Linked DNA regions of Zea mays: regions 1 and 2 are each linked to region 3. A link is a contact called in public Hi-C data. All regions are on one chromosome and are shown on one strand. The core of a region is the stretch at or near the end of the contact, and the rest is flanking DNA. Distances in the headings are between cores, read along the strand shown. Region 1 holds the start of LOC100283394 (ubiquitin-protein ligase/ zinc ion binding protein). Region 2 has its middle 36 kb from the start of LOC103654516. Region 3 holds the start of LOC100275578.

What was found. A called contact is a pair of places that touch in the nucleus more often than the background predicts.
Region 1: a contact with region 3 is called in a Hi-C map of ear, with 2.2 times the contacts expected there. The contact joins the promoter of LOC100283394 here to the promoter of LOC100275578 in region 3. A contact is called at or near these places in 3 of 25 Hi-C or Micro-C datasets (ear, leaf and tassel).
Region 2: a contact with region 3 is called in a Hi-C map of leaf, with 4 times the contacts expected there. The contact joins the enhancer-like site here to the promoter of LOC100275578 in region 3. A contact is called at or near these places in 3 of 25 Hi-C or Micro-C datasets (ear, leaf and tassel).

Annotation. Positions count from the first base shown.
Region 1 is chr4:206,549,109-206,551,808 of Zm-B73-REFERENCE-NAM-5.0, forward strand. It overlaps LOC100283394 (ubiquitin-protein ligase/ zinc ion binding protein), which reads right to left and starts at 1,365. Exons shown (of 5, transcript NM_001156295.2): 1 at 845-1,365; 2 at 344-580. The coding sequence starts at 1,194.
Region 2 is chr4:206,884,853-206,887,552 of Zm-B73-REFERENCE-NAM-5.0, forward strand. No RefSeq gene overlaps it. Among protein-coding and RNA genes, the nearest start is that of LOC103654516, 36 kb to the right of the region's middle. Within about 2 kb of position 1,364, at least 5 of the 20 cell types and tissues checked have an H3K27ac peak or open chromatin away from gene starts, as enhancers often do. A contact at or near this core is called in leaf, where this site is marked.
Region 3 is chr4:206,717,893-206,720,592 of Zm-B73-REFERENCE-NAM-5.0, forward strand. LOC100275578 reads left to right here and starts at 1,280. Exons shown (of 11, transcript NM_001149629.3): 1 at 1,280-1,370; 2 at 1,781-1,976; 3 at 2,245-2,366; 4 at 2,640-2,700. The coding sequence starts at 1,835.

The DNA of each region.
Region 1 (2,700 bases), core at 115-2,614, 170 kb before region 3:
AAAAGCACCAAATTTTATTATTGCGCTAACCAGGAGAACTGTCTTTAATACCATTTTAATTAAATGCATCAACCAATTCAAACAAAAAACTTTAGCTGATAGAGTGAAGGGACAATTCACTTATACTCCAACAGTTCCAATATATAAATAATGATCTTGAGATTGAGAAGAACAAAAATTGCATTGTTATACTGTTATTAAAGTTGTAATGTAAGTATTTTGTTCATTTTTCTATATAAAATGTCACACAGTAGATTACTAAGTTCATCCTTCAAAAAAAGATAAGCATAACAAATGGCAAAGGCATCTGATTCAAAAAATAGTTATTCGAGTAGAAACATACCGGCACTGATGACAGGTTTGACCCCTCACTTGATCATAAATGCGTTTTCCATCTTTGCCATAACCATCAACAAAGAGAGTCCAAGGAGTGTTGCATGTACCCAAAAGCTTGTCATGCTCTTCAGTGTATATTTCTTCCTTGGCTCCCACCTCCATTAAAACAGTTTTGCCACCTTCAGAGCGTTTCTCTTTCTTTGGCTCAATTTCACGATAGGTAACCGGTTCCACGTCCTTCAACCTAAAAAAACAAAAAATGGTTTCGAAAAGATTACTGCTAATGTCATGAAAGATCCAATGGGGTACGATTGCAGAACATCTACATCCACTGTTTATTAAACCTATATTTCGTTGACATGTGGCAAACAAATTTGGAGCAGAAAGCAGAACTGCAAACTGTGTAGTGCCTCGTGGGGAGCACTAGGAGTTAACGCCATTAACTATCTCCAGCACGTAACCATATTCAAACTACATTATATACAGTACAAGACGATCAGTGCTGTACCTGAGCGATCTCCGCGAGGGCGCCGGCGACGCGGGCTTCACCCTGGCCCCACCAGCAGACCCCGGCTCCACGGGCTTCCGGCGCCACCGCCCGCTGCCGGTACCCAGACCCGAGGCGGCGGCGCAGTGGCTGAGGGTGTGCGCGAGGTCGAGGATGCCGAGCTTCTGCATCCGCTCCATGTTCTCCCGGATCCTCGCGTCCCTCTCGCGCTCGTAGTCCCCAATCACCTCCGCTTGGTCCGCCGGGCTGCCTGGGGCCTCGGCTGGGGCGGGGTTCTTCGGCGGCCGGCCCCGCCGTCTCGGGGCAGGCGTGGGCGACAGGTCCGCGGGGGTGGAAACGGCGGTGGCCATGACTCTCCGGAGCGGCAGGGGGCGAGGAACGTGGATTGGGACTTGGGAGCTTTCTTCTCCGGTGCGGGCGTGCGGCGGGGTTTATTATAGGCAAGGGTGCCGCACTCAGCAATAGGAAGGAGACGGAGTGGTGGAGGGGAACGAGCGAAGCCGCAAGCACAACGGTCACATGGGTTGTGTAGCCGTGCGTGGGTTTATGCGCGGGCTGGGGTGAGTGGACAGCCACCCGCCGCGCTTCATTACTGCGGATGACTAGTGGGACTATAATACACTGACGACTTTGGGGCCACAGGCCAGTGGAGTGGAGTAGGATTTCTCGTAACCGCGTCGGGATGCCGTGGTGGCGGGTAGGGACGCGACAACGGGACGGGAGCGCGGGATCGACTAGCGGGTTTCCCGCGCAATTCTTCCGTCACTGACACTAGGGACCTGACGGGGGCAGGTAGGGGGGCGCCACGGGGGGGGGGGGGGGGGGGGGGGGGGGGGGGAGTCGAGTGGCGGAGTCGTGCGGTGCGGATACCGCTAGGGGTGAAAACGGGCGCATACTAAGGGACGAATACAGATATTGTGTAGCCGGATACATGCAGATACCGGGTACTTATCGGATAATGCATACATTGATTATCATTCACTATAATTCAGTTGGTGCATAAAATAGTTACATCGTGCAACATAATAGTCCATCATGACAATATAACAATAAGTTTACATTATGGAATGTAATATTCTAACATGACAATATAGCAATAAGTTCACATCATACAACACAATAGTCCAACATGATAATATAGCAGTAAGTTCTCATCATTCAACACATCATACAATATAGCATTACATAGACCATAGATCAACAAGACAATATAACAATAAGTTCATAGCATACAATAGTCTAACACAATAGTTCAAATATAATAGCGATAAGTTCACATCACACAAGAGTCTAACATAGCACAAGATAGTTCAACACAATAGACTATTACAATAAAAGGTAGTTTTCAAATGGCATAAAATAGTGCAAGCAATCCATGCTTGTTTGAAGATCTCAAGTCGCAACATCATCGTCCACCTCCATAGCATTCATAGCTTCAGCTATAGTTTTTATTTCACACTCCAAATCTGAAACCAATAGAGAACAACAAAACATATCAATAACCATCATCATCATTTAGTCATAGAGAAATACAAGAACACATGCACAATAAAATGAAACCTTTCTCTGAAGCAATCTTCCAATCCTTAGTACAAACCAAGGCTTCAATAATTTCAGATTTAAGCTTCGAACGAAAGGCATCAACCACGCGTCCACCAGAGCTAAATGCCGACTCTGAAGCAACAGTTGACACCTGCATTGATAGTACATCACGAGCAAGGGTAGAAAGAATAGGGAAATTTGTCACTTGACCCTTCCACCATGATAAGGCATTAAATGGTGCATCACTTTCATTAGCCTTCACTAGGCCCTCACTCATGTATAGATCCAATTCTGACACTTTCTTCTCATTGTCT
Region 2 (2,700 bases), core at 114-2,613, 170 kb after region 3:
AGAGACGGCGGGTGTCGCCACATGGAGCAGCAATGTGGGTAGAACGTTCAGTGGAGAGACGTCGATGATTGCTCTGGCTCATTGAAGTCGGTCGATCTTGCCAGCTGTGTTACGAAAAGTGTGGCAGCCGGTCAAACTCCAGGAGCGCTCATTTGCGGCTAAAGGCGATGGGTTGGATCAAAGTTATCTCCCGGGGTTCGCGAAGGCAAAGGGCTAACGCGACGACGCCTTGGCTTCGCAAGCCCGTTCCGTCGCACCTGGTTGGGCGATGCTTCAACTGCCTGGCGATGGATCATTTCGCCTTCCAGTGTCGCTGCCCTCCAAGATGCTTCTGTTGTCATGGTTTGGGTCATCGTTCTTATTTATGCCCGTGCAAGAGCTCGGCCTGGCCAGAACAACTTCAGCGTTCGGGTTCAGTGTGGAGCCGCTTATCAGGGATAGAGAAGTGCCCTGCAATACGGGATCATCCAAGAGTGTCGGTGTGCATGGAAGCGTATCGGTGGAGGAGGCTCTATGGATTCTTCATCGAAGCACAAGGGGCTGGCTGCAGAGGCTCCATTGGAGGATTTGTCTCAACCAGCAGCACCAAATGTTGGAGATGATGTGGCTCAACCTCGTCGGAAGTGTCTGCGCAAGCGACGTCGATCGACTAGAGGTCAGGCTAAATCATCTGTGGTTGGTTCTAGTGCTAGCAAGATGCCTGCTCGGCCAATGCCCTCCTCTCCTTCTAGTCTTGAGCATCTCCCTTGCATATTACCTGGAATTCTCATATGAGTAAGGCAGAGGAAGACCTACAACACGCGGTGATCCTATCTGTTGTTGTGGCAAGCCGTGACTAGGTGTCTGTTTCTGAAGTGGCGGAGTTGATTGCGCTGAAGCTTGACGTTTCACAAGATTCTCTGGTGATTCGCCATTATTCCTCGTCTAGTTTCCTACTTTTTCTTCCAGAACTTAGCATGGTGGATCACCTGATCAAAAGGTGGGATGTGATGAGAACAAGTTCTCTCACGGTAATTTGCAAGAGATGGTCGCGCCTTATGACAACAGCAGGATTGAGATGCCAGAGTTGATTGAGGTAGAGTTCAAAGGAATCCCTGCCCATGCCTGGGAGCTATCTACAGCTGAGCAGCTGCTAAGTCCCTTTGCTTGGGTATATCAAATGCATGAAGACACTCAATCCATTGATAATCTTGCATGTTTTCGATGTTTGGCATGGTGCTGCAATCCAAATATCATTCCTTCTTCAAGGGATTTGTGGATCGTTGAGCCGTTTCATGCTGTTGAGAGCGACGACCATGGAGTTAGAGCGCTAGTATACAAAGTGGCGAACCTCTGGTATGTCGCTCTCTGGTCTGGCGGCTTCGGTTCAGGCCCTCCACCACCACCACCACAGTCAGGTGGCCGACGTGACAGTGCGGATGGACAAGGACCTTCACCAGCTTTTGATTAGTCTCGACTGCCACCTCCAACACCGGCAGGTGGCCGTCATTCTGCTCTGGATCATCTTGGCCCTTTAGGTGAAAGCAATGATCACACAAAACGCAGTTTGGTTTAAGGTCATGATAAGGCATATGACTCATTATTATGGAATTCAAACCTTCCTGGGAGCCATGAAGACACAACATCACCAGCATTTAACTTGGGGACACTCGAGGGGTCTCTTGGTCTGTCGCCAGCTGTGTTTGATGCCCAGGCCTCATTAAATGTTGGAGATACAGAAATCACTCCTAAAGCCTTGGAGATTGAAGACAATTTAAATTCGGCCATGGCGGTGGATCTGCCAGAAGACGGAGTACCCCTTTCTAACCCCTCGTTTCAGTCTTCATCTGCGGACGTGGCAGTTGATCCTACGACTCCGTCTGAGACCTCTGTCTTGGACGTTGTAGCTGCAGAGGCGGTTCCGTTGGAAGATGAGCTCGGGGCTCGTGGACAGTTCATCAGCAAATTAACGCAAAAGGTTTCAACATCCTGTTGGTTCCTTCATGCTCCAAACGCCAGCATATTGTCTCTCAGCCCGCTCCGTGACGCAGTCGACGAGTAACGGGGGTGGGAGTGGAGTTCAAATTACAAGATTGGGGAAAAATATCCACTAAGGCCTTGTTCGGTTAATCCCATTAGCTATGGATTGGATGGGATTGGAAAAAATTGTGAAGAAATTAGACTTGGTTGGGATTTAAACCCACCCAATCCCACTCAATCCACATGGATTGAGAGCTAACCGAACAAGCCCTAAGAAAGCCATGAGAGCCTTGCAGACTATTAATGAGAATGATGGGATCAGCCGACAAACTCTGGATGACTACGCCAAGCTTTTTAAACAACCGCTTCCCATAGTCATGTACAGTTTCTTGCTGCTCTTTTTGGGTGGTCCATTCCAGACGATTTAGGCCCTGTTTGGGAGGGCTCTGGCTCCTCTAAAACTGGCTCCAACTGTTGCTCTTTTAAAGGAGCAGCTTCTCTGCCGGAGCCGATGTCTTTTACAAATCGTTTGGCAAAATAGCTCTTTACTGAACGCCAACGAGAGGCTGCGCGTGGTGGGAGAGGCTGCACGTGGTGCCTACGCACTGGAATGGGCGAGGAGCCGGTGCGAGAGCAGGTTTTTTAGGCTCCGGCTCTTAGGAGCTAAACTGGCTTCTGCTCTCTTTAAAGAGCCATTTCAGCAGACTCGTTTGGAAGAGCTCCGTCGCGGAGCCGGAGCTG
Region 3 (2,700 bases), core at 30-2,529:
GTAACCAAACCAATAACGTTACATTATGTTTGTTTAAATCCAATCGTAATCGATATCATACTAAAAATGGATACCGACTTATTTAAACTTGTTACCGCCGGTATTCAAGTGTGAATCAATACCATTACTATTTACGTTACATTTCGTGAACCAAACGACACCCGTGTTCCATCTTCCAACCTTGGCCACCAGTTCCTATCTACATCAATACGTTATTTGACTGTACATTGTAATATGTTATCTGACTTTGTGTACTGTTCTTACCTAGGCTGTAAGATTGACATCATCAGAAGATCTATCACATCGTTCATACTTTAAACACTACGGACTTCTTTGGATTACAGCATTGGTAAAACACAGGGATAGAAACAAAAAATATACAAATCAAGAGTTGAATGACACTTGCATTACATAGAAAAATTTTCAATAGGTTGGACCTCATGTTAAAAATCCTCCAAAATCTAACTACAATGGTCCATTCCATAGAAGTTTTACATGATTTATAAAAACTTAATCATTTGTTCTAAAGGATAGTTAAATTTTTCTACATGATTTGAATCCTTCAAAATTCCTTCGTAATTTTTATTTGGGATGTAAGATTGACCTCATCAGATGACCTATCATATTATTTATATTTGAAAATCTACTATGTCCAGCCGAGAAAACAGTATGACTATTTATGTCTAACAGTGGTGGCCGCCTTTAACATGTCACTGGTCAGTAGCATCACCGTTCCCGTCGGTCGTTTGGGTGGCCAAACAGGGGCTTCCGGCAGTCGCCACTTTGAACAGAACACGAGAGCAATGGCTCTGCCTGTTTTCCTCTCTCTCTCTCTCTAGCCATTGTATCTATTCAATTCACTTCACTGTAGAGTGCCCTGGGCTCCGGCTCCGGCCGGCTCCAAGGGTCCACCCTCCTCCGCCTCTATTCAGAATCTCCCCAATTCACTAATCACTGCTATTAAGTACGTAATTAATCTTTTTCATATTTAATTAGCTGATAACAATATTTATTACGGTACTATAAATATTATATAATTTTTTTAAACTTTGGAAAATGATGTATATAAGGTAAATAGCTCAGTTAATGGGTAAAGGGGCTGAAACTGAATAAAGAGAATAGTTGAAGAGGGAGAGACATAGAGAGAAATGAAAGAGGTGAAGTATTTAAAAATGAATAGAAGCATGGGAGATGACAGGGGGCATTGTTGGAATCAGCCTGTTGGCCACGCGGGCCCCAGCCCCGACTCCCCGAGCACCATCAGCAATTCAGCAGTCTACCAGTCCTCCCTCCGCGGCCGTCTGCTACTTCTGTGATCTCTCCTCCCCCGTCTTTCGTCTCCGGTTGCATCCCCGACGTCCTCGCCTGCGGTGAGCGACTCCCGCTCCCGCCCCCCGCCCAACTGACCGCGGATCTTTCGGCCGGCCGAAATCCCCGTCCTTCTTGGACGCCGCTCTCTCCTCTCCTGTTCTCGCTTCCGCCGCAGCGTGAGCCCGACTGTATGGGGTTAGGATAGATTCTTTCGGGAAAATACTCTCGAGGCTCCGCGGCCGCCTTTCATAGCTGGAGACGCACGAGCATCGGCATAAAAGCTCGCGTTTTCCTATCCGGGACCCCGAAATTCCGATCCTTTTTCTTCGGCAGGGAACAGTGCAAAAAGGGGGGAGGGACTGGGACATTAGTTTCTGCGCCTCACCTGCTTGATCGATCTGGCGATTTTAACCTCTTTGTCCTTTGGAGAAGTTCCTCATCTTCAGAGTCGTGTCGTGGGGCGTGCTAGGTGGGAGGGCGGGGCGGAGGAGCTGGAGGTTCCTGGTAGCGGCTGCCGCCGGCCATGGAGAAGAGGAAGCGGATCCTGGAGCTGCGGGATCGGCTGGACCGGACGCTGGCGATGCCCGACCTCGCGGAGGAGGCCTCGCTCAGGGCGCTGGTGAAGAAGCAGATCCTGGCGTCGTCCCTGCCCGGCTCCGATCAAGGTGCTTGCTTGCTCTCTTTACTTCCTCTGCTCAGCTCGCGTGGTTCATCTATTTCTTGGACTGAGTATGAGCATATTAATGGCACTGATGATTGTACCGTTTCTTCTTTTCAATGATCCGTTTGAGCCTTTATGGTCTGATTAGAGAAGGTAGGGGCGCTAGTGCTACCTGAAGGCCTTGATTGTGGTAGCGTATTTGCTGGCCTACATGTAAAAATGGTTGTCTGCTCAGTGTTTCTTGACTAGTGCTTTTGCGTGTCCTCTTTCAGGTGACATCGATCTCATTGCTGAAACGCGGGCAAAAGAAGTCTCTGAGTTTCTTGAAATGCTAGATACTTCGAGGGACGGACGATCTTCCAAGGTCCATGGGCTGCCACAGAAGGAGTGGAAGGTATGCATCAAACTGAATTTGTTAGCTCATTCATAGTGACATCAGCTCGCTGAAATAATTATTCTTTTTTTAGTTTGTGATGCTATCACCATTTTCCAGAATGCAACATTTCACTTGTGTTTGTGATTTCTATATATTATTAGATTATATGGTGCTTCAAAGTTCTCTAACCTGTTCCTCTCCAGTTTTTGGGATCGATTAGTTTCTCTTTTATGTTTCTCAGTTAGTGCTTATGAATGGCTGCAGTGATCCTTAGCTACTTTTCGTTGGCAGGTGAAGCAAGATACAGACCAATTAAGAGTGATGTACCGTGAGGGTCCAGAGGGGACACCAT